Regions from separate parts of the Mus musculus genome. Here all the other regions are linked to region 1. The links are chromatin contacts, called in public HiChIP or PLAC-seq and promoter capture Hi-C maps. All regions are on one chromosome and are shown on one strand. The core of a region is the stretch at or near the end of the contact, and the rest is flanking DNA. Distances in the headings are between cores, read along the strand shown.

The links. Promoter capture Hi-C pulls out the DNA fragments that hold promoters and counts their contacts. HiChIP or PLAC-seq counts read pairs in DNA pulled down with a chosen protein or histone mark. Capture Hi-C pulls out chosen DNA fragments and counts their contacts.
Region 2: a contact with region 1 is called in a promoter capture Hi-C map of liver, with 4 times the contacts expected there. The contact joins the promoter of Cir1 here to the promoter of Cdca7 in region 1. A contact is called at or near these places in 8 of 39 promoter capture datasets (the HPC-7 cell line, HPC-7-derived erythroid cells, cranial neural crest and 5 more), 2 of 484 Hi-C or Micro-C datasets (embryonic stem cells and group 2 innate lymphoid cells), 19 of 115 datasets of contacts at active chromatin or transcription factors (the 230-238 cell line, the SCID.adh cell line, bone marrow-derived macrophages and 14 more) and 3 of 9 other capture datasets (adipose tissue, liver and macrophages).
Region 3: a contact with region 1 is called in an H3K4me3 HiChIP or PLAC-seq map of embryonic basal ganglia, with 9 times the contacts expected there. The contact joins the promoter of Sp9 here to the promoter of Cdca7 in region 1. A contact is called at or near these places in 16 of 39 promoter capture datasets (the 3T3-L1 cell line, 3T3-L1-derived adipocytes, the HPC-7 cell line and 12 more), 2 of 15 datasets of contacts at CTCF or cohesin (embryonic stem cells and large pre-B cells), 10 of 484 Hi-C or Micro-C datasets (CD4 T cells, bone marrow-derived macrophages, cortical neurons and 5 more), 32 of 115 datasets of contacts at active chromatin or transcription factors (the NIH/3T3 cell line, SST interneurons, T-cell acute lymphoblastic leukemia and 19 more) and 4 of 9 other capture datasets (adipose tissue, liver, macrophages and 1 more).
Region 4: a contact with region 1 is called in an H3K4me3 HiChIP or PLAC-seq map of bone marrow-derived macrophages, with 6 times the contacts expected there. The contact joins the enhancer-like site here to the promoter of Cdca7 in region 1. A contact is called at or near these places in 16 of 39 promoter capture datasets (the 3T3-L1 cell line, 3T3-L1-derived adipocytes, the C10 cell line and 11 more), 1 of 484 Hi-C or Micro-C datasets (bone marrow-derived macrophages), 9 of 115 datasets of contacts at active chromatin or transcription factors (the SCID.adh cell line, T-cell acute lymphoblastic leukemia, astrocytes and 6 more) and 3 of 9 other capture datasets (adipose tissue, embryonic stem cells and liver).
Region 5: a promoter capture Hi-C map of neural stem cells shows a contact between it and region 1. The contact joins the enhancer-like site here to the promoter of Cdca7 in region 1. A contact is called at or near these places in 15 of 39 promoter capture datasets (the 3T3-L1 cell line, 3T3-L1-derived adipocytes, the C10 cell line and 9 more), 1 of 484 Hi-C or Micro-C datasets (bone marrow-derived macrophages), 10 of 115 datasets of contacts at active chromatin or transcription factors (the 230-238 cell line, T-cell acute lymphoblastic leukemia, embryonic basal ganglia and 7 more) and 2 of 9 other capture datasets (embryonic tail and embryonic trunk).
Region 6: a contact with region 1 is called in an H3K4me3 HiChIP or PLAC-seq map of embryonic basal ganglia, with 3 times the contacts expected there. The contact joins the enhancer-like site here to the promoter of Cdca7 in region 1. A contact is called at or near these places in 10 of 39 promoter capture datasets (the 3T3-L1 cell line, the HPC-7 cell line, cranial neural crest and 6 more), 1 of 484 Hi-C or Micro-C datasets (bone marrow-derived macrophages), 14 of 115 datasets of contacts at active chromatin or transcription factors (the NIH/3T3 cell line, acute myeloid leukemia, astrocytes and 10 more) and 2 of 9 other capture datasets (adipose tissue and embryonic stem cells).
Region 7: a contact with region 1 is called in an H3K4me3 HiChIP or PLAC-seq map of bone marrow-derived macrophages, with 4 times the contacts expected there. The contact joins the enhancer-like site here to the promoter of Cdca7 in region 1. A contact is called at or near these places in 8 of 39 promoter capture datasets (3T3-L1-derived adipocytes, cranial neural crest, embryonic stem cells and 5 more), 14 of 115 datasets of contacts at active chromatin or transcription factors (acute myeloid leukemia, bone marrow-derived macrophages, embryonic basal ganglia and 7 more) and 3 of 9 other capture datasets (adipose tissue, embryonic stem cells and pancreatic islet).

Annotation. Positions count from the first base shown.
Region 1 is chr2:72,474,062-72,478,058 of GRCm38.p6, forward strand. Cdca7 (cell division cycle associated 7) reads left to right here and starts at 2,158. Exons shown (of 9, transcript NM_025866.3): 1 at 2,158-2,250. The coding sequence starts at 2,230.
Region 2 is chr2:73,310,836-73,314,832 of GRCm38.p6, forward strand. It overlaps Cir1 (corepressor interacting with RBPJ, 1), which reads right to left and starts at 1,757. Exons shown (of 10, transcript NM_025854.3): 1 at 1,582-1,757. The coding sequence starts at 1,653. Scrn3 (secernin 3) reads left to right here and starts at 1,817. Exons shown (of 8, transcript NM_029022.1): 1 at 1,817-1,878.
Region 3 is chr2:73,269,846-73,273,842 of GRCm38.p6, forward strand. It overlaps Sp9 (trans-acting transcription factor 9), which reads left to right and starts at 2,081. Exons shown (of 2, transcript NM_001005343.2): 1 at 2,081-2,246; 2 at 3,280-3,997. The coding sequence starts at 2,226.
Region 4 is chr2:73,159,264-73,163,260 of GRCm38.p6, forward strand. All of the region lies in intron 4 of Ola1 (Obg-like ATPase 1), which reads right to left. Among named protein-coding and RNA genes, the nearest start is that of Ola1, 53 kb to the right of the region's middle. Within about 2 kb of position 1,783, at least 76 of the 459 cell types and tissues checked have an H3K27ac peak or open chromatin away from gene starts, as enhancers often do. A contact at or near this core is called in the HPC-7 cell line, the SCID.adh cell line, bone marrow-derived macrophages and 1 more, where this site is marked.
Region 5 is chr2:73,141,010-73,145,006 of GRCm38.p6, forward strand. It overlaps Ola1 (Obg-like ATPase 1), which reads right to left. Exons shown (of 11, transcript NM_025942.2): 6 at 1,299-1,379; 7 at 889-986. Among named protein-coding and RNA genes, the nearest start is that of Ola1, 71 kb to the right of the region's middle. Within about 2 kb of position 1,967, at least 22 of the 459 cell types and tissues checked have an H3K27ac peak or open chromatin away from gene starts, as enhancers often do. A contact at or near this core is called in embryonic stem cells, neural stem cells and stem cell-derived neural progenitor cells, where this site is marked.
Region 6 is chr2:73,083,985-73,087,981 of GRCm38.p6, forward strand. No RefSeq gene overlaps it. Among named protein-coding and RNA genes, the nearest start is that of Gm39850, 77 kb to the left of the region's middle. Within about 2 kb of position 2,112, at least 48 of the 459 cell types and tissues checked have an H3K27ac peak or open chromatin away from gene starts, as enhancers often do. A contact at or near this core is called in the HPC-7 cell line, embryonic basal ganglia, pre-B cells and 1 more, where this site is marked.
Region 7 is chr2:73,064,613-73,068,609 of GRCm38.p6, forward strand. No RefSeq gene overlaps it. Among named protein-coding and RNA genes, the nearest start is that of Gm39850, 58 kb to the left of the region's middle. Within about 2 kb of position 1,794, at least 31 of the 459 cell types and tissues checked have an H3K27ac peak or open chromatin away from gene starts, as enhancers often do. A contact at or near this core is called in adipose tissue and bone marrow-derived macrophages, where this site is marked.

The sequences.
Region 1 (3,997 bases), core at 908-3,407:
CAGTATCTTAGCATTCCCAGTTTTCGCCCCCTCCTGGCTGGCTGCTCCCCCCAGACTATACCATCCATGGGGGCAAACAGGGGCACCCCAGCCTGTTAAATCCTCCACTGTCTTTCTATCAGGCCTGGAATAAATGCAGAGATCTTTTATAGCTAGGAAGCTCCAAATGTCTACTTTCTCTTCCTCTTTTCCTGACTTTCAGTAGTAGAGATGGGGACTCTTGGCTGCTTCATACTGTTCTGGAACCAGATGCCAGTCTGCCTGAAACTAGTACTTTTTTCCTGTCGCTTCCTTTCTGACCACTCAGATTTCTGGCTGTATATCACCAGCTTGTATAACTATTGTAGAAGTATGCATTGTTCCTTTCCTGTCTTCAGCTTTTCACTGTACTTTCTTCCTCTTCCTCCTCCTCTTCTTCCTCTTTCTCTTCTCCTCCTCCTTCTCCTCCTCCTCCTCCTCCTCCTCCTCCAAAGTATCATACCTGAAATTCTCTTTTGTATCTCTGCTCCTCCATCAGAGTGTACACTCTCTGGACCTTGTATCCTCAGTACTCAGAATAGCACCTGCTTACAACCTTGCACTCAGTTAGGGGCAGGACTTTGAACCGCCCTGATGGTGAAGCCCAGAGGATATACATTGTCTGCAGGACACACACAAGCACAGAAGTGAAAACTTTAAGGAAACAACATGCACACGTCCTGGGCTCACATTGGATTTCGTTGAAAAAGAAATGCAGGAGCACAGAGAGACAAGCCTGTTCCAAGAAGAGTAAAAATGCTCAGTGTAGAACATTACCCAGGCAAAGTGGCCCGGATGCCCCCTTCGTTCTGTGACCTCACATGGTCAGTTCTACTTGCACAAACCATATTCACAAGAACATTGTACTAAGGACAATTTTAGGTCTCCATCCACATACTTATTCATCCAACAAGTGTTGGTTGAACTCCTGGCTGCTACCAGGAATTTTGCCAAACAAATCAATTAGCTGCTTCTCTTGATGCCTAAGTTGGAGACTGGAGTTCTTTGTCTCTAGCACAGAGGGAGGGTGACCCCTGGGCAGCTCCTTCCAATCCATTGTCTTCCTCGGTTATTTATGTCTTTATGGTCAGTACCTAGAGAGGTGTGTGTGTGTGTGTGTGTGTGTGTGTGTGTGTGTTGCGCATGCTCTCTTCACAGAAAAGGACTGTGGCAACATCAATACTAAGAGAAAAGTTTTGAAATAAGGGGGAATGCTTACACTTCAAGAAATGTTTTAAATCTATGATTATAATTAAAGCTCTTTTAAAAAGCACCCAAGGTTTTTCGGTCGTTGCTGTTTGGGTTTTTTTTTTTCCCCCTGTGTTTTACTCTTTAAAAACAGGGGAGCCTCGTTTCATCCCTGTGCCGGTCTTAGTGAGAAGGGCTATAAGAAAGAAAGAAAGAAAGAAAGAAAGAAAGAAAGAAAGAAAGAAAGAAAGAAAGAAAGAAAGATCTTCTAACTAGCTCTGGTTGTTCCCAATTTTGCCTGGAGAAAAATGGACAATCCACAGTGTAATCGCCTGCAGCTTTTATCTCCGAAAGATAAAGCTCTAAAGACTTTTACCCTTCGGAGAGGCTTTACTCAACTGAAGGGCTATTTTTAAACCCACGCCGGAATCTTTCTTGAAGCAACAGGACTTAACTGGTCTATTGACTACATATAGATAGTGGTGTGGTTGCTAGATAAGAGGTGCTATGCTCTCAGATATTTGTGGGTGGTATCCCCGTTCTGTTCTTTAACATTTTTAAGAGATTAAACTACAGCGAAAGTGTGAACGCAGTAAGAGGCTCTACCAGCCTTACAATCTCCCGTTTTGTATGCAAATCAGACGGCCAGTCTCAGGACCTCGGCAGCCACTTTCGCGCCACTTCCCAGGACCGCGCAGCTTCATAAAAAGCCAGTGGCACTGAGTTCCCACAACGCCACTGTTTCATAGAACATTCAGCAGTTTCCGAGGACACTCAAGGTTATTACAACCACGAGAACCGCTTCTATTTTTTTCCAGAGCTGGGACGCTTCGGGTACCGCTAAAGAGGTCATCTTAGCTGGCAGGACCTGCGTCCCGGCGCGGGAAAGCCGGTGGCCCCGCCCCTCCGGCGGCGGAGTGCGCGCCCCGCCTCTGTCCCGGAGCTCGGGTTGTTCGGGCTCTGAGTGCTGGTGTGTTCCGACGAACTATCCCCGTTCCGAGTGCCTGGGTACCCGCCGCCAACATGGAGGCTCGCCGCGCGCGGGTGAGGCCCGGCCGGGTGCACCGGGGCGGGGTTGGTGGGTGCTAGACACGGGCGGGTCCGGGCCACTTCCCTCCGACTCCGCGGGTTAGCTCCGCTCACTTGTCCCACGCGCTCCTGATTGTCGCCAGGTTGAGGGAAATCACAGATCGATTTTCTTATAATCTTTGCACCCAGGATAACTCAAGGCCAAGGTGATGCGCCCGCCGGCGCGCACGGAGTTGCCAGCGTTCCCGGAACCTGCGGCACGGGCGCTCATGCTCCACGTGCGCGCGGAGGCCTGGGACTCGCCGCTGGCCATCCTGTCTGGCGGTCGTATCCCAGCCTTCCACCTTCTGGGACCTCACCCTGCACGACCCGCTGGCGGCGAGTGCGTTGTTACCTACGCGTGCACTAGTGGCCCTGGGATCGATCCTCTTTTGCTCTGCGTCCCCTTCTAACCACTCTGGATCTGCGGGTTTAGCGTAGATGGCCTTGTGAGCATTTCTTGAGAACTTGGGTTGTGCACGTGGGGGGAGGTATTGTTTTAGTCCTAGGCTGTGGTCAGATGCAATTTTGGGGCCCAGCGATGCAAGTCGTGTGCCGCGACCGTTTAGTAACCTTCCCTGCGTCCCCCAACTCCCCACCCGTCCCACCCTTTTCTTCCCGGCTTGCAGCTGCGAGCTGGAACGTAACTCTTTTTGCTCCAACGGAAGCCAGAACTTATGTCCTGCCCTGGAGTGGGTTGAAGAGTGGGGGGATGGGCGGAAAGGAAGACAGTGACGTGCTTCAAATAAATATCGGGTTCGGGGGCCCTTGTGGCGAGGTCTGAGTGGGTAGACGGAGTCGTGGTCTCATAGCGGATCTCCGCGCGTGGGGAAATGGGCTTGGAGTTTGGCTTGCCTTGGTGCATATTTGGACACCTGACTGGAGGAATCGACTTCACCTCTCCGCACTTCAGTTTTCTTACTTATTTAAGTGATGGTAACGTCGCTGCAAAGAATTAAGCGAACATCAGTACCAAATCTGCCGTCAAAGAACACTCACCGTAAACAGAATTAAGAGTTACATCTGCCAAAAAAGTTCACCCCAGGCACGACCTTTGGCTCTCCTTTTTTGTGTGTCTTTTCCATCGAAGACATACTTGCCTGGTGAATGACTGACCGTTGGCCTGTCCTGGCTTGTTAAAGATTAGCCTCTTTTCCTGATGGCTTTTGATTGACTGCCTCCCCTGAGGCTGACATGGAGTTAAATTGATTAGTAGAGTGTAGAGAATTAAAGTCATTTAAGGAGCTGTGTGCCGTTTTGGGGATTTCTTAGTTCTTTGCATTTTGTTGCACCTTATTGCCTTGGACTTCCTCTACCAGAAACCTGGGCAGACTTTTGAATCCCTTTTAACTCCTAACTCTCCACCCACCGCCTCGAACTACTGTTGTAAATACAATATTTGGTAGCTCTCTCGAATACCACACATTGCTGCCATTAGGATATCAGAAGCATACACAAATGGTTGATTGGTGTCTACTTAGGAACATGATGTGGAGGCTGGGCCACCAACATCTTGGAAATCATTTTATTGTATCCGAGAGACTGAAATGTAATGTGTTAGGTGCGGAAGGAAGTCTTTCCCAACATCTAGGCATTTTCTGTTCCCTAACACCCTTGGGCACTCTGGTGGGGCTGGCCCAACTTGGGTCAATAAGAAATGGCCAAATAGGCTGTCCTGGTTACATTTTCTAGTGGACAGTACAAGGCTGTAAGCTAAAATGAA
Region 2 (3,997 bases), core at 507-3,006, 840 kb after region 1:
GTTTTAGCCACTAGCAATTTTGACAGCCCTCCAGCCCACTTGTCTTCTATAATGAAACACATCTAATACACTGAAATGAAAAGATGCTCACAGCACTTAGAAGAGAAGACGGGTGTCTTGGACCTGAGCATTGTGGATAGAGTTCCCTGGCTTCTTCCAGGATGGCACCTGCCCTTTAGCTGTTTTCACTGTGTTTAGCTGAGTGTGTTGGCCCATGTCCATAATCCTAGAACTCAAGAGGCTGAGGTAGGACTACTAAGTATTCCAGACCAGTCAGAACTACACAGTAAGACCCCAACCAAAACAGAAAAATTACCGTGTATCTCAAGCTTTAGACTGTACAGTTATTTTCATTAGTCTCGACTGCTCAAGACTCAATTCCAGTAACTGAATTAAAAATAAGATGCAGCTCCATTGTCAAAGTGCTCACAATGCTTCTCCTGCATATTATAAACTACTTTATGACCTAGGAGAAGTGGTAGTTGATTGCAGTGGCTTCCACCTGTAATCCCAGCATGCGGGGGTGGGGGTTGGGGGTGGGGGCAGGGGGTTGGAGGCAGAAGGACAAGGAGTTCAGGGCTATCCTCCCTAGACAGCAAGTTTGAAGCCAGCTTAGACTGCAGGAGATCCCACCTCAAATAGAGGCTATGAAACACATAAAGAAATACACTCGTGGGGATTAGGAGTACTACAAAATAAACAGAACAAGACTTTTGGGGTCAAGGAGTAAGGCTGAGATCTGGCAAGCCCTCCCCACTCCCAAGGGACTTAAAAACCTAAGTAACTATATTTGCAGATAACCAGTGTTAGCATTTCTTGCACTTTCTTCCACAGATATCCTAATGTACATGCATGCTAATATATACATTCTTTAGATGTATGGTAATATACAGGACCCACAACTGGTTTGGAAACAAAAGCGAAATATATTCTCATAAGTTTGTGTACTTTTGAGTACTTGAGTACTTTTCTTAACACACAGTGCTAAGCCTTCATTTCGAGTTTCTAGTCATTGGCCATACTATCTCATCTAATCTCCCTAAAATTTTTACAAACTAGGGCAACTGACACTGATAATTCTTGATCAACAGTGTACGAGGCTAATGCTCACATCATTGACTATTTTGTGCGAGGCCTCAGGGCTACATGTAACTGTACTGAACTAAGAATCCAAAGCCCAAGCACTCTCCCGTCGCCATTCTTTGGCGCTGTAATTCTCGCCACGGCCCTTCTGTGTCCAGCAACTGGTTGCCCTGTGATTGTTTAAAACGCTCAACTTGAACGCAGCCATCAGAAACACACTACGGGATGGAGAGTGAGCAGAGGGAGGATTTCTGCCAGAAGATCTCCGTTAAGCAGGAGTCTCGACCCAGAGCAGAGTTCACCGGCTTGGGGCTGTAGGAGACGGATCCTGAACGGACAGTGTTATCAAACCATGCGTGGGTCTCCCCACTGACTGACAGGCGGGACTTGGGGGATCATTCCTGCAAGGGGGAAAGATCGACGACTCCAGCCGTGAGGAGGATACGACCCTCCCAGGGAGCTTAGCAATCTCTGCCCTCTCCGGATGCCTTTACTCACCTTCTTGATGTTGGATTTGGACGCAGGATGGAAGTCCTTCTTACACATGAAATTGGCGAATGACTTCCCCATCTTGGCGTCTGAGTCGGAGAAGCCAACCGCTAGGTCTTCTCGGAACGTAAACAAACTCCCGGAGCTTCACCGGAACTGCTAGGCAAGTTTGGGCGAGAACTTCCGAGGTCGGGAGGATGACTACTTCCGTGGTTTGACGCTTGGCACCGCCCCTCTTGCTCTCTTCCGGCAGTCGCTTCTGGTGGCTGCCGCGGCTTTGGCGGCGTCCGCGCGTGCGCAGCAGAGGTAAGCTTGGGGAACCCCCTGTGCGCGATGCTCGCTCTCTGCGGGGTCGCGAGCGGCGGCGGGCTCTGCTGCGTCAGCTTCGATCCGAGCGCGGTCAGCCCGAACAAGCGAGGTCTCGAGGTTCGAGCCCAGCACTTTCTGGCAACGCCGACTCCAGTTGCAAAAAAATTTTCTTTTGCCGCGCAGTTCCCATGTAGATTAAGTTGTCTCCCGGCAACTGTAGGACGTTTGTGAGCCTCGGAAGATTGGTGTTACCAAAAGCACGGGAATAGACTGTTAGAAGCTCAAGAACCTAGGCTCTTCCTTTCCAATTACTGTTAAGGTTTAATAATAATTATAATAATAATAATAATATTATTATTATTATTATTATCATTATGTATACCTCGCCATGTAGCATTGGTTGCCCTTGAACTAACAGATCCGTCTGCCTTTGCCTTCCCAGGCCTGGGATTAAAGGCCTGCGCCACTACACCCAGCTCCCTTCCGTTATTTCTAGCCATGCAGAAGTTTGCTCAGCAAACATCGTGAATGATGAGAACATGTTAGGGCCAACGACTTTCTCCCTGGGTGCGGGTTTCTTAGCTGTTGCCGCCATCCCAGTTTCGGGTAAGCAAGGCTTAGTCCACTGAGGATAGTCACTTAGTCTGGTGAGGATAAGAATGCCAAGGTACAACGGATGTCAGCTTTCATTTGGGTGTTGGCTGTGTGCCAGTTTTTTGTTTTTTTATCTTGTGTTATTCGTGGCGCGGTCCACGTAACGCTCAATCTTCAATTACAGGCATGCACCACCAAGCTGGGTTTTCACCTTCTAGGTGGTGTTTTAATAATTATTTACTTATTTATTTTAATACTGACGGGCCTGGAAAAAAGGAGAATTAATAGCCTGCCTAAATTATGTGTTGGAGTAGCTAACTTTGGAGCACAGTAAGCAGGAGATCAAGAAATTTAGAGGGGCGACACAAAAGAAAAACTGGTACGTCTTCCCATCTTTGAGATGGAGAAGACCCTTTACTTGTTCCATGGTGAACTTGTTTCTTGAGTCATTTTGAGACATAGGCTAGCTTTAAACTCTAGCTCATCCTGCCGAGTCCTGAGATTGCAGGTGGGCTATCATATCCTGCTTTGCTTTCCTTTCAATAAAACATTTATTGTATTTATATTTTTTATTTTGTTTTAAAATATTTAGGATGCTCCCATATAAAACTATGCTAAGAATTGGTTCTTCCTGTTTGTTTTTTTTCAGGGTTTCTCTGTGTAGCTCTGGGTGTCCTGGAACTCACTCTGTAGGCCAGGGTGGTCTGGAACTCAGAGATCTGCCTCTGCTTCCCAAGTGCTGGGATCAAAGGTGTGCACCACCACCCCCAGCATGATTTGGTTCTTATAAAAGAAGGGAACTGGGTTAGAGAGAGAGAACAATGGTTAAGATAGCTCAGTGCTTTCCCTGAAGACTTGAGTTCCGTTCCTAACACACAAGGTGGCCGTGCACGAAGCCTTACAACCTCTAACTCCAGCTCCAGGGGATTTGAGGCCCACTTCTAGCTTTCTCGGGCATCCCCATTCTTAGTGTAAACACACACACACACACACACACAAATAGTAAAAATAAACCTTTAAAAAGATAAATAATAGAAGTAAACTAAAACTATGTCTGTTCTGGAAGCAAAATAAAAATAGGAGATTTTGAATGGTTCTACAAACTGGAATTTAAGATTTTCCAGATCACAGAATCTGGAAAAGAGAATCCGTACGTCAGTTCTGTAGTCAGGATTTCTAAGTTACAAATGTGAACTTCCTGAAAACATGAAAGGTGGCTTTTTTTTTTTTTTTTTTTTAAGACACTACCCCTGGCTGTCCTGGAACACAGGGCTTGCCTCAAACTCAGAGATTCACCCATCTCTGCCTCCAAAAGTGAGATCTCCAAAGTACTGGGTCTGCTTCAAATTGTCTGTCTTTTCAATATTATAGTCTCTGTGTGCGTTTTTCCTCAAGCCAAAGGAGACCTCCTCTGTAGCAATATTGGGAACATTTGTTTGTTTACATAAATTCCTTTTTGGTTGTTTGGTTTTGGTTTTGTTGTCGTTTATGTTGGGGGGGGGGGGCAGGGTATCTCTCTGTG
Region 3 (3,997 bases), core at 831-3,330, 800 kb after region 1:
GAATCGGAAACGCCTCGCTGCCACTTAACAATCCCTCTATTAGTAAATCGACGCGAGGACCCTACGGGAAGCCGAGGGCCAGCCTCCCCTTCCAGGGCAGAAATCACCTGTTGGGAACAGCTCCTGGGTCCCCCCTGCTGGGCTTTCTGGCTTGGTCCTGCAGCCTGGTAACCCGCCCCCTTCCACCGCGTTGTCTTTCTTTACGCCCCCCCCCCCCTTAGATTTTTATCTCAGTCACCTAGGACGCAGAGCTTCCTTCCTAGCTGATCAGCTCATCCCTCTCTTTTCTCCTTTTCCGCCATCATTTTCCTCCTTTTCTTTTGTCACCTTAAAGTTTTCTTTTAAAGGCATTCTGAGCAAAAATAGTCTAGGGAAAGGCGACGTCCACATAAGCTCTCCCCATTCACGAAGAGCCGGTGCGTGCAGGCCTGGTCTTCCACCTTAAGGTGAGAGAGAAGTCTTGCGGTGGACTTACTTTTGGGCCTAGAGATCTTGCAAATGAACTCAACCTGGAAAAACAACTTCACATCCTCCTGACTTGTCGTTCCCCCGACAAATTGTCTTTTGCACCCGATCATTTAGGGTTGGGAGTTATTATTTTAAAAAGCAGGATGTGGTTTGGAGGGGGGACGTGCTTACACGTTTAAGTATCCAGACCTGCCTGAGGGCGCTGGTATTTCTAGTTCAAAAGCTGCCTCTGGCTACCCTGGAAAAGACAAAAGTAATGCCCAGAAACAGGAAACCCTCCAGCGGCGGCGCCTTGCGATGCGTGAGGACACCTCTTTTTACACCAAGGTCCAGAGAGGCTTTGAAGATGCTTCCAGCTTGCAGAAGGCGGAGGCGCCCACGTGTGGCCTGGCTTTCGCAGACTCTCTCGGTGAAGGCTCCGGAGAGGTCCTCCAAAGGCTGTGTCAGCAGGGTGCCTGATGAAGATGAGCCTTCCTTTGGAGTCCCTTGGCCCTGAAGACGGAGTTTCTAGGCCCTAGCAGTCTGCAGTGGAGATAGTTTGAATCTGAAGCAAGAAAAATGACTCTATAAACATCCCCTAAAACTCGACTTCAACCTGAAATCCGACATGCAAATCTCCACCGGGTTAAACAAACAGCGGTGCAAGCTGCAGCTTCGGCGGGGGTGGCGGTGGGGGGGCGGACGCCGCTCGCGCCGGTCTCCGTTTCCAAAGTTGTTACAATGTGAAAATAAGCGGCTTCGTGCAGAGTGTTGTATGGGCTGATGCTTCCCACCCCCACGCCAGCCCCCAGAAAAACCTGGCAGATAATCAGCACGTCCCACTGTTTAGTCATATTTGACAACTGGGTTAACCTGGTATCTAGGCGCTGGCGAAGCCATACAAAGGGTGCCCTCAATTACCACCAGGAGCTTCTGGTGTGATAGGCACTTGTATTACCCCCTGGGTCAGAGGCCAGAGCGACAATTAGGAAGTCACTTAGACCGCTGGAGGGAAATGGCGGGATGCAGCAGGCTCTGGGCTCTCCTAACAAGTCTGTGGGTGTAGACCTGCCTGGAGAGGCCCAGCTGTCCTTTGCGCCCTCTGCTCAATAGGACTCTGAGTATAAAAAGAGTACGGTGGGAGCAGGAATCTGGGAAAACGACCACGACAAGGATAAATCCATCGCAAGAGTGATGGCTACAAGTTCAAGTTCTTCGCAGCAACAACGTGTACACACAAAGTGAACGCAGACCATTTCTGCTTGTGCCCTAGGCCGGGGTGTCCCTCTCCTGCTTCTTTCCCACAAGTGGAGAGTGAAGACTGTCAGCCCTACGTAGCAAGGTGGCCAGGGTGGTGGGAGTGGTGGGGGCCTGCGGCTTGGTCTCAACAGTACTTAAACCTGGCTTGGTACGTGAGTGTGTGTAAATTTTTAATTGCACTGTAATTTCTTCTGTCCCTAGCCCGCCCCCCTCCCACCCACGCCCGCAGACTTGACTGGCACGCGCCAGGAGCCCGGGCTCGGGCCCCTCGGAGCGTCTGATTGGCTGCGGGGCAGCTCCCGTCTGCTCTGCCTGCGCCCTCATTGGGCGAGAGGCGCAGCCAGCGGCACTTCAAAGCGGGTGCTCCTCGCACTTAGGCTGAGTTTTGCCGGCGGGAGCCCAGAGTCCGCTCGGCGCGAGCGCGGGACGCGGGAGCCGCGCGGGACCTGAATCGTGATTCCCAGCAGCCGCCAGGCTTAACACCGCTCCGGGCCTCGCCGCGCAGCCCAAAACCTGCTATGGCCACGTCTATACTTGGGGTAAGTGAAAAAGACTCGCTGCAAAGGCTTTGCTCATTTTTGTTTGTTTTGTTTTTGTGTTGTTGGTGGTGGTTTTTTGTTTTTGTTTTGTTTTCTTATGGCTTCTCTGGGCCAGAATCTCTCAAGAAACTGTTGCTATACCACAGCTCTGGTTTCCTTTTAGCATTTTCTACATTTCTGGAACCGATCTTTTCAAGTTATTGGAACCTGGGACCTTTTGCCTTTGCAAGAAAAGAATGTCTTAAGCAAGTTCCCTTTTAACTGGTTTTTGAGGCAAAGCCGAATGTTTCTTTTCTTCCCTTCTTGATTTTAACATCACTCCCCCACTCCCAACCCCACCCCCCGCCACTTGGTTTGGGGGTTGTTGCATTACATTACAGTGTTTTCTGGAAAGTCTTGTTTTGCAGGCCACGAAGTTACATTAATAAACACTTACATTAGCGTGGCTCCCCAGTTTGCCCTTGACTTTGAAAGCCGCTTATACTTGGATTCTTTTTGTAATCGTGTGCGTTGTGTAAATATCAAAACTACGTTTCTGAACTATAAAAGAAAATAGCCAAGTCGTAGCCACTCATTCGAGGAATGTTCTAAGAGTTTCTTCCAGCACTGGGTGGCTGTTTTGGCCACCACCCCCCGCCCTCACCCGTTATTTCTTGTGTGTGTTTACCTTCGTGCTACACCCGGAAGGGCGACTTGGGAGCTTCTGGGAGATGAGCGGGCTTATGGCGTCAACCCAAGTCTGATTCTAGACAAGGGTGGCAGCGAACGAAGTGGCGAAAACCGAGGCATTTCTGATCTATAGTCTCACTGAGGAACAACTTTCCTACTCGCTCGTGGTCGCCTCTGTCCTGCGCGGGGCGCGGCGCGTCCCCCGCCAGCGTGCGGGGAGGAGGCGCGAGCCGGGGTGCCAGGGCCCTCCGGGATCTGCGCGGGGGGAACGAGGCTGCTCACCGGTGCACTTTGTGTCTTCCCCCACTTCTCCCTGCCCTCCTCCTCCTCCTCCTCGCTCCCTCCTTCACCCCACCCACTCTAGGAAGAGCCACGCTTCGGAACGACCCCGTTGGCCATGCTGGCGGCGACCTGCAACAAGATCGGCAACACGAGCCCCCTGACGACCCTGCCCGAGTCCAGCGCCTTCGCCAAAGGCGGCTTCCACCCCTGGAAGCGCTCCTCGTCCAGCTGCAACCTCGGCTCCAGTCTCTCCGGCTTCGCTGTGGCCACGGGCGGCCGCGGCTCGGGCAGCCTGGCGGGTGGCTCGGGAGCCGCCAACAGCGCCTTCTGCCTGGCCTCCACGTCCCCCACGTCGTCCGCCTTCAGCAGCGACTATGGCGGCCTTTTCTCCAACTCGGCGGCGGCGGCGGCCGCGGCGGCCGGCGTGTCCCCGCAGGAGGCGGGCGGCCAGTCGGCCTTCATCTCCAAGGTGCACACGACGGCGGCCGACGGTCTGTACCCGCGCGTGGGCATGGCGCACCCGTACGAGTCGTGGTACAAGTCGGGCTTCCACTCGACCCTAGCGGCGGGCGAGGTGACCAACGGCGCGGCGTCATCGTGGTGGGACGTGCACAGCAGCCCTGGGTCCTGGCTGGAGGTGCAGAACCCCGCCGGGGGGCTGCAGAGCTCGCTGCACTCGGGCGCCCCCCAGGCCTCGCTGCACTCTCAGCTGGGCACCTACAACCCCGACTTCAGCTCGCTCACGCACTCGGCCTTCAGCTCCACCGGCCTCGGCTCGTCGGCCGCCGCCGCTTCGCACC
Region 4 (3,997 bases), core at 533-3,032, 680 kb after region 1:
TCACTGAGTGTCATAAAAGTTATTTCTTTTCAGTCCCTCCCTCTCTTCCTATCAATGTTTGCTCCCAGACTTCCTTTTACTTATCAAGACCATAAGCTATTATGTCTCTCTCCTGTATTAGTACTTCTACCATTTCAAGAATTCTTTCCCTTAAACATTTCAGTAAATTTAAAATTCTCTATTAAATCAAATATGTCACTCATTCCAGGACATTAATCTCATTCTAGTTACAGCTCTCCTTCCCCTAGTTCAAAGCCGAACATTCTGAAAGCACTGTCTATGACTGCCAATCCTCCACGTCTTACTTAACCTTCTTGTCATTCAGACCATGTGCCTCCATTACAGCAAGGATCACAGGCACTGGCCAGGAACAGCAGCAACCCATGGATTCCTAGTATTTGAGAAGTGGAAACAGAAGGTATGAGTTTGAGGTTCTGACTGCTCTGTCAGAGGACCCAGGTTCAATTCTCGGCACCCACATGGCAGCTCACACCTGTCTGTAACTCCAGTGCCAGAGCTTCTGACACCTCACACAGACATACATGCAGGCAAAATGCCAATGCACATGAAATAAAAATAAATTATTTTATAAATGAAAGTTGAAATGAACAATGCTTAGTGACAAGAAGTTACTCTGAAGAATAGAAGATAAGCATTTGCTTCTCAGATAGAGGGAGATGATAGGAGTTATAGATAGATATCAGAGTTAAGCGTGGACTTCCTTGTCAGTCAGCAGGAAGTCAGCATGGCTCTTATGCCAGTGAGTGATGAGTCTGAAGAGCACTGTTAAAGACTAAGCAGGAATAGGAACTGCACTCCAAACACTGTAAGAATCTCAATGGATATTAAGAAGAGATGTAAAGTGACAGATACAGAAAACAACTTCATCTGGACATGAACAGTAATGGAGTCAGTGGAAGGCAGAAAGAAGAGAGATCACCATGAAGTTTCAAGCCAAAGGATTTTTATGTGAATTACTGTAAAGCCAATATATATAAATTTAAATGCTTAAACCAGGTACAAAGCCAAAGGTATTATATAACCAAAATGCATACGTGCAAGGACAGCAGTTCTCAACCTGTGGGTCACAACTCCTTTGGCAATCCTCAGTCTTCAAAACTATTTACAATTCATGGCAGTAGCAAAATTATAGTTCTGAAGTAGCAATGAAAATAATGTGACGGTTGGGGTCAGCACACCATGAGGAACTGTATGAAAGGGTGCAGCACTGGAAGGTTGAGAAGCAAAAAGATAAGAAACACCACACAGCATATAGTCCTATTAATTCAGCATCAAGACATTTGTACAGTGGACTGTTTCACTTTACATTCCAGGTTCTTTCAAAGTAATTAGCAAGTGTCCTAAAAAATCTACATTCTGATTCATTCCTAATAAAACCACTAGAAAGTTAGGAAGCCACACCTTGAAAGGTTAAGAAGACATATTACAAAAATGCTTTCATTTTTAAGTCAACATATAAAGTGGTGAGCTCATTATGGTCCTGTGGTCCCCTGCCTGCTTACCGTTTTCTCTGCTTTCATTTATTATTTGTATATGAGTGAGGGCACATAGATGCCACAGTACACATGTGGCAGTAAGGGAGAAATCTGTGGAGCAAGTCCTCTCTTTCCACCATCACATGCTACATTAGTTAATTTCCTATAGCTGTAAGGAAACACCACAACCACAGCAACCCACAGGAGGAAGGGGTTATTTGCTTACAGTTTCAGAAAGATGAGAGTTCGTTAACTTGCTAGCAGGGAAGTGTGGCAATAGGCAGGCATGATGACTAGAGCAGCAAGCTCAGAGCTCACATCTTAAACCACAGTCACAATGCAGAAAGAGTGACCCAGGAATGGCATCTGGCCTTTTAACTCTCAAAGCCTGCCTTTAGTGAGACACTTTCTCCAACAAGACCACACCTCTTAATCTTCCCCAAACTGCATTACCAACTTAGAACAAGTACTCAAATGTCAGGGACTATGGGGGACATTTCTCCTTTAAATTATCACACATGGGTTCTGGAGATCAAAGTTATGTTATCAGGCTTACCAACAAGTGATTTTACCCATTGAGCCATCTCACTGGCCATAGCTTTGTAACTGTTTTGATCAGTTTTAGGAATCAAACCCAGGGCCTCTGCATGCTGGGCAAGAGCCCCACTACTGTATTACTAGCCGTTCAGCTTAACTTTAATCTTGGGATCTTGAGCATACTAGGCAAGTATCTATCATTGAGCTACAGCGCCAGCCTTTTAAAGCAGATTTCTCATTAAATATAAAGTTGGAAATCAAGACAAGAATATAATATTTAAATTTTATCTTTTCAAAGTTCTAATCACATCTTCAAAATTCCATGTATGTCAAACCTCCATTTACAACTTCTTTATACTCTTCATTCTTTCTATCCTGGAACTCACTGCTGCCGAAGTTGGACTCAAACGCTTGCATTCCAGAAACACCCCCTCCTTAGCCTTCTGAGTAGCATAGTTAATAAATACTACAAGGCAGCGGCTTTTGTTCTTGTTTGATGGTACTAGGATCGAACCCAGAGAGACTCACATATTCCAAGAGGGCAAGTGCTTGGAGAGAGGTAAGCTTGCATGGGCAATTCTCTCACTATCTTTATGGCTTTATTCACAAACACTGGGAAATGCAAGGTACCATTTACTTTTCATAAATAACACAACAAAAGTGCTTCATTGAATAGAAGAGGAGAGGTAGTTGGGGGTAGGAGCAGTGAGCTATTTAGTGCATACTCTAAATGTTCTGACTTTAGAAGTGCAGTTTAAACCCCAGCTTAGAGGTCCACTGAAATTCTAGCCATGATCTATGAAAAAGACCTACCTTGACAAGAAAGCAGATTGTAATTCACAGCTAGACCTCAGAATTTGTAATTCTTAACTATGGATTATATAAAATAACTATTTTAAATTACAAAAGGAAAGACAAGCACTTTAATGTGTTCTGTTTACTTTTAAAAGTCCATTCATGGGGCTGGAAAGAGCCCAGCACATAAAGTGCTTGCTGCTTGAGTGTGAGAACTTGAGTTCAGATTCCCGGCACTTAGGTGAAAACGGGGCATAGCTGCACCTGCCTGTGACTATGTGCAAGCCAGGAGGAAAAGGGAGAGGAGATGGACCCCATAGTCTTGCTGGCTAACTAGTCTAACCAAACACTACAAGCTCCAAGTTCAGTGAGAGATCATACCTCAAAAAATAAGGTGGAGAATGATCAGGAAGGAAACCTGACAGCAGTCTTTAACCTCCACATTGGAAACACACGCATACACTCACATGTGAATATGTACACATACATACTAATAAATAAGTACTTCATTTGTCTTATTTAAGAATATCAGGGAACAAAGCTCATTGAAGAAAACAAAGAAATAAAGAAGATTAACAAAATTCTCTTTTAAATGCAATTTTAAGTCTTAATCTTCAAGGTCTAAAATACTTGAAAAGTTGTGTCACTCAAATTATAATTACTTTGGATAGCTATATTTATAATCTTTGAAAACGAAAATATTTTATAACCAGAAATATAAAGTCAGGTAATAAACTGCTAATCACTTAACACAAAAGCATGCACGGAGCAGCATAACTGGGTTGGATGGGTTGTCCTTAGGCAAAATAACTAACAAAGGACGGGAGATGAGACTCCAGCCTGCCTGCTCTGCAAAAAAGCCCTGGGTTTGAGCCCCAGCACCTCATAACTCTTTCACTTTCCGGGGGAAAACCTATTATTTGAGATCCTGCAAAAAGTTTGTGCACATAAGACATGTACGCAAGCACAAACGTCTGCTGTCTACTCTACAGGCTAACCACTCTCTGGTGGAACAGGAATCCCACTGTGGGTAGCTGGAGTAAGCTGCATTTGCCTTAGTTCTTTCTTCTTACTCTTGTTTCTCTTCCAGCATAGGGAAAAGATCTAAAACCAAATGTTGGCAAGGAGGAAGAAAATTATCACTCCACTTATATATTCAAGAACTGATA
Region 5 (3,997 bases), core at 717-3,216, 670 kb after region 1:
TTTATTTTTCAGTTTAAAGCCTTCTCACTCTTTGATATCATATGGAAATGAGAATTTTTAATGGAAAATTGAAACCATGTGCATCTAAGTACTTAATGAAGTACAGGGAGAAACCGACAATATATTTTAGGAGAATTCAGATCTTTTTCTTTGTATAGTTTTGATTTGTTTCTATGACTTAATACTATAAAATGCTGAGGGTCTAGTGAGGCAAGTCAAAGCGAGCACTATGCCACATGCCTCCATGTCCACGCCAGCACAAGAGCGGTCTCTGAACTGTAGGCAAGGGTGACAAGTCTCGCACACTTTAGTTACATATTAGAATGGCAACACACAAATGCAGCTTTTACCTTGATACACTTTGGAAGTTTCAAGCCAGTATCTCAACCTTTTCTACACCTAGGTTTTGTGTCTGTCTGTCTGTCTGTCTATCTGTCTGTCTCTCTCAAACTATTCAATTTGGGTTTTAAAATGTTATGTCCAGCTGCAATCCCTAGTAGTGGTCTTAAGGTCACCTGCAGTATTAATGAGGCTACAAGATCTCAGTTTCAAACACTTTATTGCACCAAATACATTTACTCTCATTTTGTAACAAAACTAAACAAAATATTTTAAAAAGTTAAATTTGATAAGCAAATATGTATGATTCAAAATTTCCCAATTTAATTCAGTTTGTAATGTTCTCTTAGTGTAAATCATTTAGGAGACTTACCTTTTAAATGTAACACAAGACAAAACTTTCTAATTTTAACATTTTCTGAGGAAAAGATATTAAAATCAAACACATTATTCACACATACACACATACCTATATGCTTATGTTAGTGATACGTATGTGGGTATATCCAGAGATACGTATGTGGGAGTATCCAGGGAAAAAACACTTACCATTTGTTTTTCTTTCTTATATAGTCTTTTTCAGAAAGATTCACCAAGTAGACCATTGGTTTTGAAGTCAAAAATAAGTGTTTATTCAACACTTCAATCTAGAGTAGGAGACAGAGAAAGAACCCTTTTTAAAAGCTTAGTAAATACGGAGTAAAACATTGAATAATTTGAACATGAAAACTCTTTGAGTAAACATTTTCATTTTTATAATACTTTTGTTTATAAAGGGTTAGATGTTATGAAATATTTAAAGTGGGAGATTGGAAAAGGGAAAAAAAAGCTTAGGAATTTACACCGGCTGACAGAAATAAAAGTAACTATATATTACTAAGTATAAGATACTGAGCAGCCCAATTTGCTCTCTAAGCAATCAGAGCTCAGGCAGTAACAGACACAGTATTTACACGTACCTCTTTGTCATTCCAGTCATGATAGAAGCGAACAGGTTTCTTTTGATCTATAACCCAAGACTTGACTTTGCACATTATGTCCTGCACACAATCAAGAAAAAAGTAAATACAAAATGAGCAGTAAGTGTTGGACACTAAGAGCTAAAAGTTTTAAGTCCTCAAAATAAAGATAACTCTTGTAATGAACAGAAATACATTTTTTGTATCTCAAACGAAAACTGATGAAATACTGATGAAACATTAAATTTTGAGTGTACAAAGTCAGCAAAATTAGTTAACATAACAATATGAAAAACTGCAAGACAACTCAATCACATCAAAGATAAAATTTCAGAGTCAATGTTATCTAGTGATGTTACATGCTAGTATGAAATGGGGCGTATCCTAAAGAGAGACTAAAGTACAGCTTTTCCTTAAAAATATAAACAAAATAACTAATTGAACCTATGACTGACTATTTACTACAAAATATTAAATGAACTGACCCAAACCTTTTTTCTTCTGAATTAATTTTTTTGCCAACCCCTTCTCCCTGTCACTTCTTCACTGCTCCCCCCACCCCAACCTGCCAAAGCCTCCATTACACAATGGCAAGAGCCCTGCACTGGTGACCTCCAACCAGCTGCATTCACTTTCAGAACATCTCTCTCTGCTGGAAATCTAAAGGCCTTTTAGTTAGCAAGCTAGTGTGCATTCAGAAGGAGGAACTGCGGGAAGAGGCTGGCGGGCTTTGTTTCTCTGGCCTTTCTTCACAGAAAGATTAATCATCTGTGAAATGGAAACGCCAAACAGCAAGTGACACAAACTGAGCCCTTCCAGCCTTTCCTCATCAGTTCTGTGGGCCCGAGTCTAAGAGCTGCGTGTGGCCAGGGCTCCTTACAGCCTGGCAGGTGTTAATAAAAGGCTCTCGGGGCTGAAAGGTCAAACCGGGCTCTTCCACAAGAGGCATATTTGAGAATCATCTGGGCCTTCTGTTTTGAGGACATTTTTTTGTTTTGTTTTTGTAAAGATAATTTATGGACCTGCTTTAAATATTCATTTCTTAAAATTTGTTGCAACACAATTATTAGTAATAGATTTCCTGAGAGTATTTTTATATTACTATGACCAGTTATTGTGTTGTAAATGTCCATTTGTATAAATTATCTCTATATTTAGTATACCTTCTTTGCAAATCTTACTGTTACCAACAAGAAAAATAAAGAAAAGGCCCTATATCCTTCGATCCTGATTTGAAGTCCCCCAGGGAAAGGACTTCCCATGGATTTTAACAAGGAAGGGGCAAGACGAAAACTTTTAATGAAATTGAACATGTTCTGCTTAAGAATAATCACTTTTACTCTTCTATAACTGAATTTCACTCATAAATGTTTAAAAGTGGCTAATGTAACACCATTTCCTACAAGGAGAAGATCAAAGTGCTATATTACAAATGCATTATGATTAAAAAAGCCCTGTGCAGCCTTGCTATTAACTGTTCTTTAAACCCTAAAAGGCTTCCCATAGATCTCACTTGGCACTGCATATACAACCTTTGACAAGTAATGTAGACCATTTTTATTCATTGCCTAAAATTGTAGGCAATTATGTGCGTCACACTGGCCACCTGCAAATCCTGAATGCCTGCTGCAGTTGTCAGTGCAAAAAAACTAATGTCGGAGGGGATTAATCTAGGGGGAGAGAGTCCTCTTTAATGGCTCCAGCAGGTGAAATGGCCCAGCTGGTTACTATGATGAGTGGCCAGAACAGCTTATGTAGAGACATGCAACAAGATTATACAAAAGAAGGAAACAGAGGTACCATCTTATACTTCCTTCCATTCATCCTTTTCATTAAAAAAAGAAAGTAGACAAAAGAAAGCCAATTCAAAATAAGAAAGGGAATTAAATTTTAATCATATAAAAAGTATAAAATACTTTTGTGACAATAAACATTTTCACAAAGCCACAGGGCCTCAATGAGTGCTGATCACTAGTGAAGGAATTTCAGGTTCTCTTCATTTAAAAGTAACTCAATCTTGCCTCAAGCACAGAGGCTGTATCACAGAGGTATTCTGGCATCCGTTTTGGTGTTTTTTCTTTCACACTATAAACTAGGAACCAAGTCCACTGCAGTCCACCAACAGTGTTCTCCTCAGAAGCTACTGTTGTATTAGATTACTGAACGATGCCAGTTTTAGCTGAGACAAACCAGAAGTAGGTTGCACTCAGATAAGATTATCTCACGTAAATAATCAGTAGGTGCTATATTTTCAGTATGTCCTTTTCTTACATAAAAGAAAAATTAATTTTAGTAAAAAATTAAAATCCTACAGTTGATCTGAAAAACATCTAATTGGAGCAAAAGGGGGTTATCTAGATAAAATAAATTATAGGCTAAGTAAATGTTTCTCTTATGGTTACATATATAAGCATACATATTAATAGATATAATATATTAATAATACATATAAAAACGAGCAGTCAAAATTTCCACTTAAATAAATTTAGTTAGTTGAAAAATATATACTTTACTCACTTTCGGCACAAATGAGTAAAGACATTACTAATCCCTTTGCGTTAATCTTTAATGCATTTTAGCCATTTGAGATTTTATATTTCTTTTTAAAGATTTCTATTCATGCGTGTCGGCTATGTCTGCCATATGTGTGCAGCTGCCTACAGAGGGCAGAAGAGGGCATTGGATCTCCGGGACCCAGC
Region 6 (3,997 bases), core at 862-3,361, 610 kb after region 1:
CCGGAAGAGGGCATCAGATCCCATTACAAATGGTTGTGAGCCACCATTGTGGTTGCTGGGAATTGAACTCAGGACCTCTGGAAGAGCAGACAGTGCTCTTAACCGCTGAGCCATCTCTCCAGCCTGTGTTTAGATCTTTTATTTTATTTTTCCAGTCCAGTTGTTCCAGTACCATTGGTCAAAGAGTCTTGCAGTTGTTTGTTTGAGATAAGATAGCTCTGGATGTCCTGGAATTCAATCTATAGACCAGGATGGCCTCAGACTCAGAGATCCACCTGCCTCTGCCTCCTGCATGCTGGGATTAAAGGTATAAGCCACCATACCCGCTGTCCTGTAGTAGATGCTAGAAACAAACAAACAAACAACAAAAACAAACAAACAAAACCCAAAAACAGTTGACTAGTTATTGGTTGTCAACTTGAGAAGATCTAGAGTCCAGGAGAGAAATCACTGGGCACGTCAGTGAGTGAGTTTCCAGAATGGGAGCAGAAGCTGAGCTATTGGGATAGAAGAGATATCGTGACTGTGGTAGGCTGGATCAACAGGCCGAGGTCTCGGACTGAGTACAGGAGAACGTGAGCGGTGCACCAGCATCTGCCTTGGCTTGGGACTACAAATGGAACGTGAACGGCTGCTGCCTCAAGCTCCCGCAATCGTGTTTCCCTACCATGACAGACTGTAGCCCTAGCCTCACAGCAAGAGCCAAAGGAAATCTTTCCTTCAAAACAACATCTCCTCTGCTGGGGGCAGCGGTGGTGCACGCCTTTAATCTCAGCACTTGTGAGGCAGAGGCAAGCAGATCTCTGAATGTAAGGCCAGCCTGGTCTATACAGTGAGCTCTAGGACAGCCAGGGAAAAACGGAGAAACCCTATCCCAAAAAACAAAACAAATGGACAAAAATATCTTATTGTATTTTATGTGTACGGGTTTTTGCCAGGGTGTATATGTCTGTGTACTACTTGTATGCCTAAGGACTTCAGGGGCCGGAAGAGGGCGTTGTATCCCTTGGAACTGGAGTAATGGTTGGTTGTGAGCTGACATGTGGGTGCTGGAAATTGAACAAGGGTCCTCTGGAAGAACAGCCAGTGCTCTTAACTGCTGAGTCAACTCTTCAGCCCTAAACCCTTTCTTGAGCTGTCAAGGCAACCAGAAAAAGTAACTAGCTCAGGTGGATCTGTGTCTGGGTTTGATTGTAAGTCTTTCCTGCATCAATACCATACTGCCACGAACCATAAGCTTTACTGTAAGTCTTAAAAGGAAACAGCCAGTCTGGGGAATGTATTTCTGATGAGATGTGGAGGTCAAATGTGGCTGAGGGCGCAAGTTAAAGTCCTTTGGAGGGAAGGTAAAGCCCTGGCCTTACAGTCTCATATGACGGAGCTACTGAGCACTGGGAATGCACCCAGCATGGTGTGCAGTGTGGGGTGGGATTTGAAGGGCTTAGCACAGTAGCCCTTATCGGAAATACTTAGGACCACAGGTGTTTCAGATTACAGAGTTTCTCAGAGTTCGGAATATTTGCATAGACCTCACTTGATTGAACATATCTAACCCTTAAATCCCAAATGGTTCAAATCCAAATGCCTTTCACATCAGTGCTCAAAACATTTTGGATTAGGGGTGCTTACATTGTGTGAAAGGAAAACATCTAAAACATATTAGTGATTTTAAGGTTGGTCACACATTGAAATAACAGCTTGGGCATCCTTGGTTAAATAAGAGACATTATAAAGATGAATTTTGTTTCTTTAAAAATGTGGCTAGTAGCCAGGTATGGTGGAATACACCTGTAATTCCTGCACCTGTGGTTGTCAAAGACAGGAGGATTCCCAAGTTTGAAGCTAGCCTGGTCCTTAGAGTGAGTTTCAAGCCAGGCCGGGCTACACAGTGAGATCATGTCTCAAAATCCAAAATAATCAGAGCCAAAGTGGCTGTTAGAAACAGACACCAGCCCCCACTACTTCTTTTGGATAGTCAGCTGCAGTTCTGGCCTTTGGCAGCCGGCTTCCTGCTCCCTCCTCCTTCCTGTCTCTCTTCTGCACCACGACCAGCCCGCTCTGGGCTAGGAGCACAAGGCATAACAGCAGATGGGGCAGTGTGCCAGCCGACCTTTTAAAATCTACATCACAATGCATGGCTTGTTTGAAAACTAAGGGCTTTCCACTTAAGCCAGAGTGAGATCCAAAGTCCTGAATCACGTGGAGGTCCTCCTCAGTACACCCTAGCCAGCCACCCGCAGCTGCTGTTCCACAGGGCACCCGGCTCTTGTCAGAGCCTCTGCATTTGCTGTTGTGTGTCTGCCTGGTTGCTCCTGCCATTTTTTTAATTTCAATATTATTAATTTATGGTTTTAATATTATTTTAGTAAAGCACCTACATTTTTGCACTGACAGCTGCATCCTTTCTCTCTTCAGGTCTTGGCTTACACACATGCAGGTATGTCCTCAGACATACATTGCTTTCAAATGGGCCCTTCAGTGAGAAAGTCACCTGATAATATGTATGAGATGGTCTCATTTATGCAAAAATATATGTAGAATTATTCATACATGTAAACTCACGGTTACTATTCAGGAGGACACATACCACATAGTTAACTGAAGTTTCCTCTGGGGTCCTTCTCCACACATTGGTCTGTGACTTCCCTCACAAAGCAATATGAATGAGCAATTTCTCCATGCCAGCTCATATAGATGTACTTTTATTCTTTTTAATGGCTTAAGGCACCCTTTTGTATGGGTGCATTATAATTCACTTTGCCATTTTCCTAAATTGATAGATATTTTAAATTGTTTCCAATTGTTTTTGCCGTTACAATTGAATCTTATTACAGCTGACCAGATTTCAATTCTTTGGACCCCAGAAAATAATTTCGTTTCTATGGGAAGCAGTCTTTTATCATAGCTTCTGAAATGACACATACAGTTAATTCAGTTGTGAAATGTGGCTGGCTTAAGTACTGGCAAGTTTTCACAGGCAGCTTGTATATTGTTGTGATCTTTACCATAACTAACATCTTTACAGTATTAAAGCACATGACTATTTCCTGAAGACCTAATATGTATAATAATGGATGGATAATAGCTCTACCAACTGTTTGAACAATGCAGTTTTCTTTTTAAAACTGAGGTATAACATTTATGATAAAGTGCACAAATGTTGATTAATTTTGTGTGTGTGTGTGTGTGTGTGTGTGTGTGTGTGTGTGTCTGAATGCAGGTGCCCAGGGAGATCAGAAGAGAGTGTCAGATTCCCAGGAGCTAGAGGACAGGCTGGAATGAGCAGCCTGATGTGGGTGCTGAGAATTGAACGTGGGTCTTCTCCAAGATCTGACCTCAGAGCCATCTTTCCAGAATGTGTGCTGTGAAGAAATAATGTTTGGGTATACACATATGTAATATACGTATGTTTAATATATACACACACATACCCGAGTAACAGTTTCACAGATAAAAATATTTAACATTTTCCATATTATTTGAGGAGCAGTTCCTTTGTTTTTTGTTTTCTTTTTTGGAAGATGGGATCTCTGGTGTCCAGGCTGACCTTACATTCATGTGCTTAAGCCTTCAGTGTGCTGAGACAACAGCAGGTCTAGACAGGTACAGCACATTTTTAGTAGGACACTTTAAAAAGCTTACTTCCTTAAAATTTCCAGTTCATATTCTTGGGACAAATTCTTCTTTATGATTCTATGGTGCCAAGAGTTTGGAGAGTCAGGACATTCACTTTATGTCCTGATCACAGCCCCTCCCTTCTCTCCTCCCACTCTTACTGCTACAAATCCCTCCTCACTTTCTCCCTAGGGAAGGCAAGCCCCGTTGGGTACCTCCCTACCCTGTGGGATCTAGTGCTAGCAGGACTAGGCACATCCTCTCCCACTGAGACAAAACCAGGCAGTCCAAGACAGGGCACCCCACCCAATGTCAGGGAATAGACCGAGACAGCCCCCATGCCACTTGTTAGGGGAACCACAGGAACAACAAGCTGCACATT
Region 7 (3,997 bases), core at 544-3,043, 590 kb after region 1:
GTGGTTATGTTATATTGATAGAGGAGCAAACGATAATTGATAACTAGAGGGAAATGCTGGGCCTTAACCTTCTCCCAGCCTTCTTCCCAAAAGGGGAAGAGAAAGCCAGGCTGGGAACCAGGCCCGACCCTAGCAGGTACTGAGGGAGTTGCTACTGTTTCATCTAGTCCATTCCCCTCCCCCCCCTCCCCCCCCCCCCCCGCGGTGGGCGCCTAAAGCCCCATCCACACGGCGCTGCAGAGGCCTCTGTATTTTGAGGTTATTCTTTTTTTTTTTTTTTAAAGTGTAGTTTTATGAAGTACAGTATGACAACCCTACACAAGAATGCAATGTATCAAACCAGGTAGGCTGGTGGTTTGGTTTCTTGTGTGTGTGTTTTGATTTTGATTTTTGAGGTGCTTGGGATAGCACCAGGGTCTGGTGCATGCCAGATCGGCCCTCGGCACAGAGCTCCATCCTCAGCACCCCAGCGAGGCATAGAAAAACACTGACACCAGAATCTACTCACACCTATGGTGAAATTACCCAGCCTCCTCCTATCCTGCTCGCTACACAGTATGAAAGAAATTCTGATCACATGCTTCTAGTATACGTTTTTATCACAAGTATACATGACATTTGATTTGAATTTTTAAAAAGATTTATTTAGTTTATGTCTGGGCGGTCTATCTGCATGTACACCTGCGTGCCAGAAGATGGCACCGGATCCCATTACAGATGGTTGTAAGCCACCATGTGGTTGCTGGGGATTGAACTCAGGACCTCTGGAAGAGCAGACAGCGCTCTTAACTACTGAGTCATCATTCTAGCCCCTGGTTTTATTTGTTTGTTTGTTTGTTTGTCTTAAAAACGTTTCCATTATTTTAAAGTGTGTGTGTGTGTGTGTGTGTGTGTGTGTGTGTGTGTGTGTGTGTGTGTGACTAGAGTTATAGGTGGATGTGAGTAACCCCACGTGGGTGCTGGAAACAGAACTCAGGTCTTCTGGATGAACGTAGGCTCTCTTGATCCACCCCATGCCCCCAGCCCCCGATGGTTACATTTTCTTGTTTAAAGGCAAAGGAGCTAGAACTCCATCATCCAGGTCCCATAGCAAACCACGTGTACCTTCTTCCTAGGATCTCTTTCCTGCTGGCATGACCCACCATGGCGCTCCGTGTCTTCTCTCCATTTCTGGAAAACAAGAAAGAGAAGATAGCATCCTGGTGGCTTTGAGCAGGCCACTAGGACACCAGACCTATGTCAGCCCTTGGCTGAGGAGCTCAGTGCTCCCTGTTACCAGGGACCTGGCCTCGTGGACCAGGGAGTCTCAGCCTTGCCCACAGCACACATGCCTGTTGCCTCGTTCCAAATCGTTTTTTTTCTAAGAACAAAAGTATGCACAAATAAGTATTTCCATCTTTATTTCAAATTCTAGGTTTCAACGGCAATATTAGTGCTACTCCGCAGTGCTGTAATAATATATCATTATTTCTATTTTACAGTTCTTTCCTTAAAGGAGCAAAGCGAATGTTTAAAACAGCAAAACTCGCAGCCCCACGATTCCCCATTCAGGCTCAGAATCTGTACTCCCCTTTCAGAATCACGTATAATTGAAAACAATGCAGCCCCCTGATGTGTTAAATGCCGCAGTCATTAAAGCATTTTTTTAAAAATAATTTTTGGGGGATAAAAGATTGTTCTTGTGGCTGGGGTTATTATTTATTTATTTTTAGAAACCCCAAACAGGCTTGCTTCCTGTTCCCAGACTGACATCTGCTGGGGACCACAGGCTGGAGGACTTGGGAGGCAGGCCCGCAGCCGGCTGCCACTCGGCGCCCTGGGGCTCATCAGAGCCATCCGGCGGCGAGCCTGGGGCGGGATCCAAGTTCAGCAACCGCCCGGGGACCCCACTTTCTCCCGCACTTTCCACTTTCTAGCAGCTGAGATAAGGCCCAGAATGACACAGTCTTGACACAGGAACTCCAGGTTAGTGACTCTGGCAGGGAATTGGTTGAACAGGAATAGGAGCTTGGACAGGATGTGTGACCCCACCATATGATCCTCGTCCTGGTGTCACTAGGCCAGTGAATTGTTTCCTGCCTCCTTCAGGATGTGTCTGCGTGTATGGCTCTTTTTTTTTTTTTTTTGCATTGGTTCCTCTGCTCTGCGCATTCAGTCCTACAAGGGAGATCCCGTTCCACTCTCTTCGTATTTTACAACCAGGAGCCAAGCTTCCTTTGCAGAAGGAGGTCAGAGAGGGCCCTGGACTATTTCTCATTCTTCTTAATTTATAGCAGCCTGGCTCCTCCTCCCACCACTCTAGGTCTGTCCCCTCCCCACCTTGGGAGCGAGGCTTAGAAGGCTTTCAGTGTGGAAATTTCTTTTGCCCTCCTCATGCCCACACTGCAGTGGGCCGGATTCCCTGGCAGTCTCCTGTTATCTACATCAGACCAGCCCAACCCTCCTGTCTCTAACCTCTTACGGAAATGTTCCTCTTCCTTCTGAAAAACTATCTTTGTAAGATTTGTCTTCTTTATCTTTAACTGTAAGTATATGGGCGTGGGGTATGTGAATGTGAGTGCAGGTGTGGGGCCTTGACCCCCTTGGAACTGGAGATACAGGCAAGTGTGGTGCTGGGAACTGTCTTTCTGCCCTCTGCAAGAGCAGCAAGCACTACAGAGCGCCAAGCCATCTCTCCAGCTCCTTCTGAAATATCTTGCAAGCCCGAGCCCATTTAAGTACCTTTAGAGGAAACTCACAGATGTGGAATCTCTTAGCCTGATGCTATGTCCCAACCCAGAAGATGGGGGTAGGTGTAGGGAGGGTGTGTCCCAATGCCTGGGAGCCTGTGGTGGGGACCAGGGAACCATTCGAGAGGTGATGAGAAGGACTAACCATGGAATTATGGAGTAGGATGGCGAACATGAGATGGGAAGTCTGGCTCGATGCTGTCTTTTGTTGTTGTTTAATTTTAGAATAGGGTTAGACTTAACAGAAATTTGCAAGAACATCCCATAGACTTCTTGTATACCCCACAACTATTTTCTCCCTCGTTTGCACTGCTAGCCAAGGCGCTGAGGCCTCGCTGAAGGCCTGGGTGATACTCTGGCAGCACAGAACACTTCTGCAGCATGACCATGGCAGGGAGCGGCCGGGCTCTGAAGATACCTTGGGAGGGTGTCCAATGAACACAGTTTCTGTCACCTTCTAGTTCTTGTAAGTGATTCTACACGCAGATGGAACACCAAAGAAGCCCGCAAAAGAAAGGGTTTGTGTAAGTTTGAGCAAACCATATGTACTCTTTATCCTGTTTGGCATCAATATTCATGTCGGCCTCTGAGAGCGTTCATTCATTCTCTTGCCCTGCAGGGGTGTTCTCTGATGTAGGGAGAGCATCATACTTTATCATCTGCCTAAATAAGACAAAAGTCTGTATTCCACACCACATCTGGCACTTTGAGCTTCCCATCCGTGGCTGGAGTAGAAAATTCCTTGTAATACATTTAAGTAAAAAGAGCAAGCCAATTAAAAAAAAAAAACTAAGCACAACTTTTATTTTTTAAGGTTCTCTTGCTTTCCCCATTTTTTAAAAAACCCTAGGTGGAGAGTATGCATTGCCCTGTGATTCAGTTGCAACTCCTTGGCTGGTATTTCTCTGTGAGATAGACCTTCATGCTCCCTCAAGCCAGACCTGCGGTCCCTAGCACAATAGGGCTTGCTCCTGCCCGAGGTCCTCACACAGTCTGTTCTGTTTCCTTGAGGCTTCCTCTCTCTCCCTTCCCTGGTACTTCTGGGCTTCTTCTAATCTCTGCTCAAATCTATCCTTTCCAGGGAGTCTTATGTGGTCAGCTGTAAGGTTCCATGGTTTGGGGTCAGTTGTCCCCTAATTAAGCTCACGGAGCTTAGTTGGAGTGAGCAGCAGCAGGCCATTCCATCCACTCACTATTCTATGCCTCACAGCAACGCTGACAGTGTTGAGATCCCCTGGATCAAGCAATTGAGGGTCAGAAATAGAAGT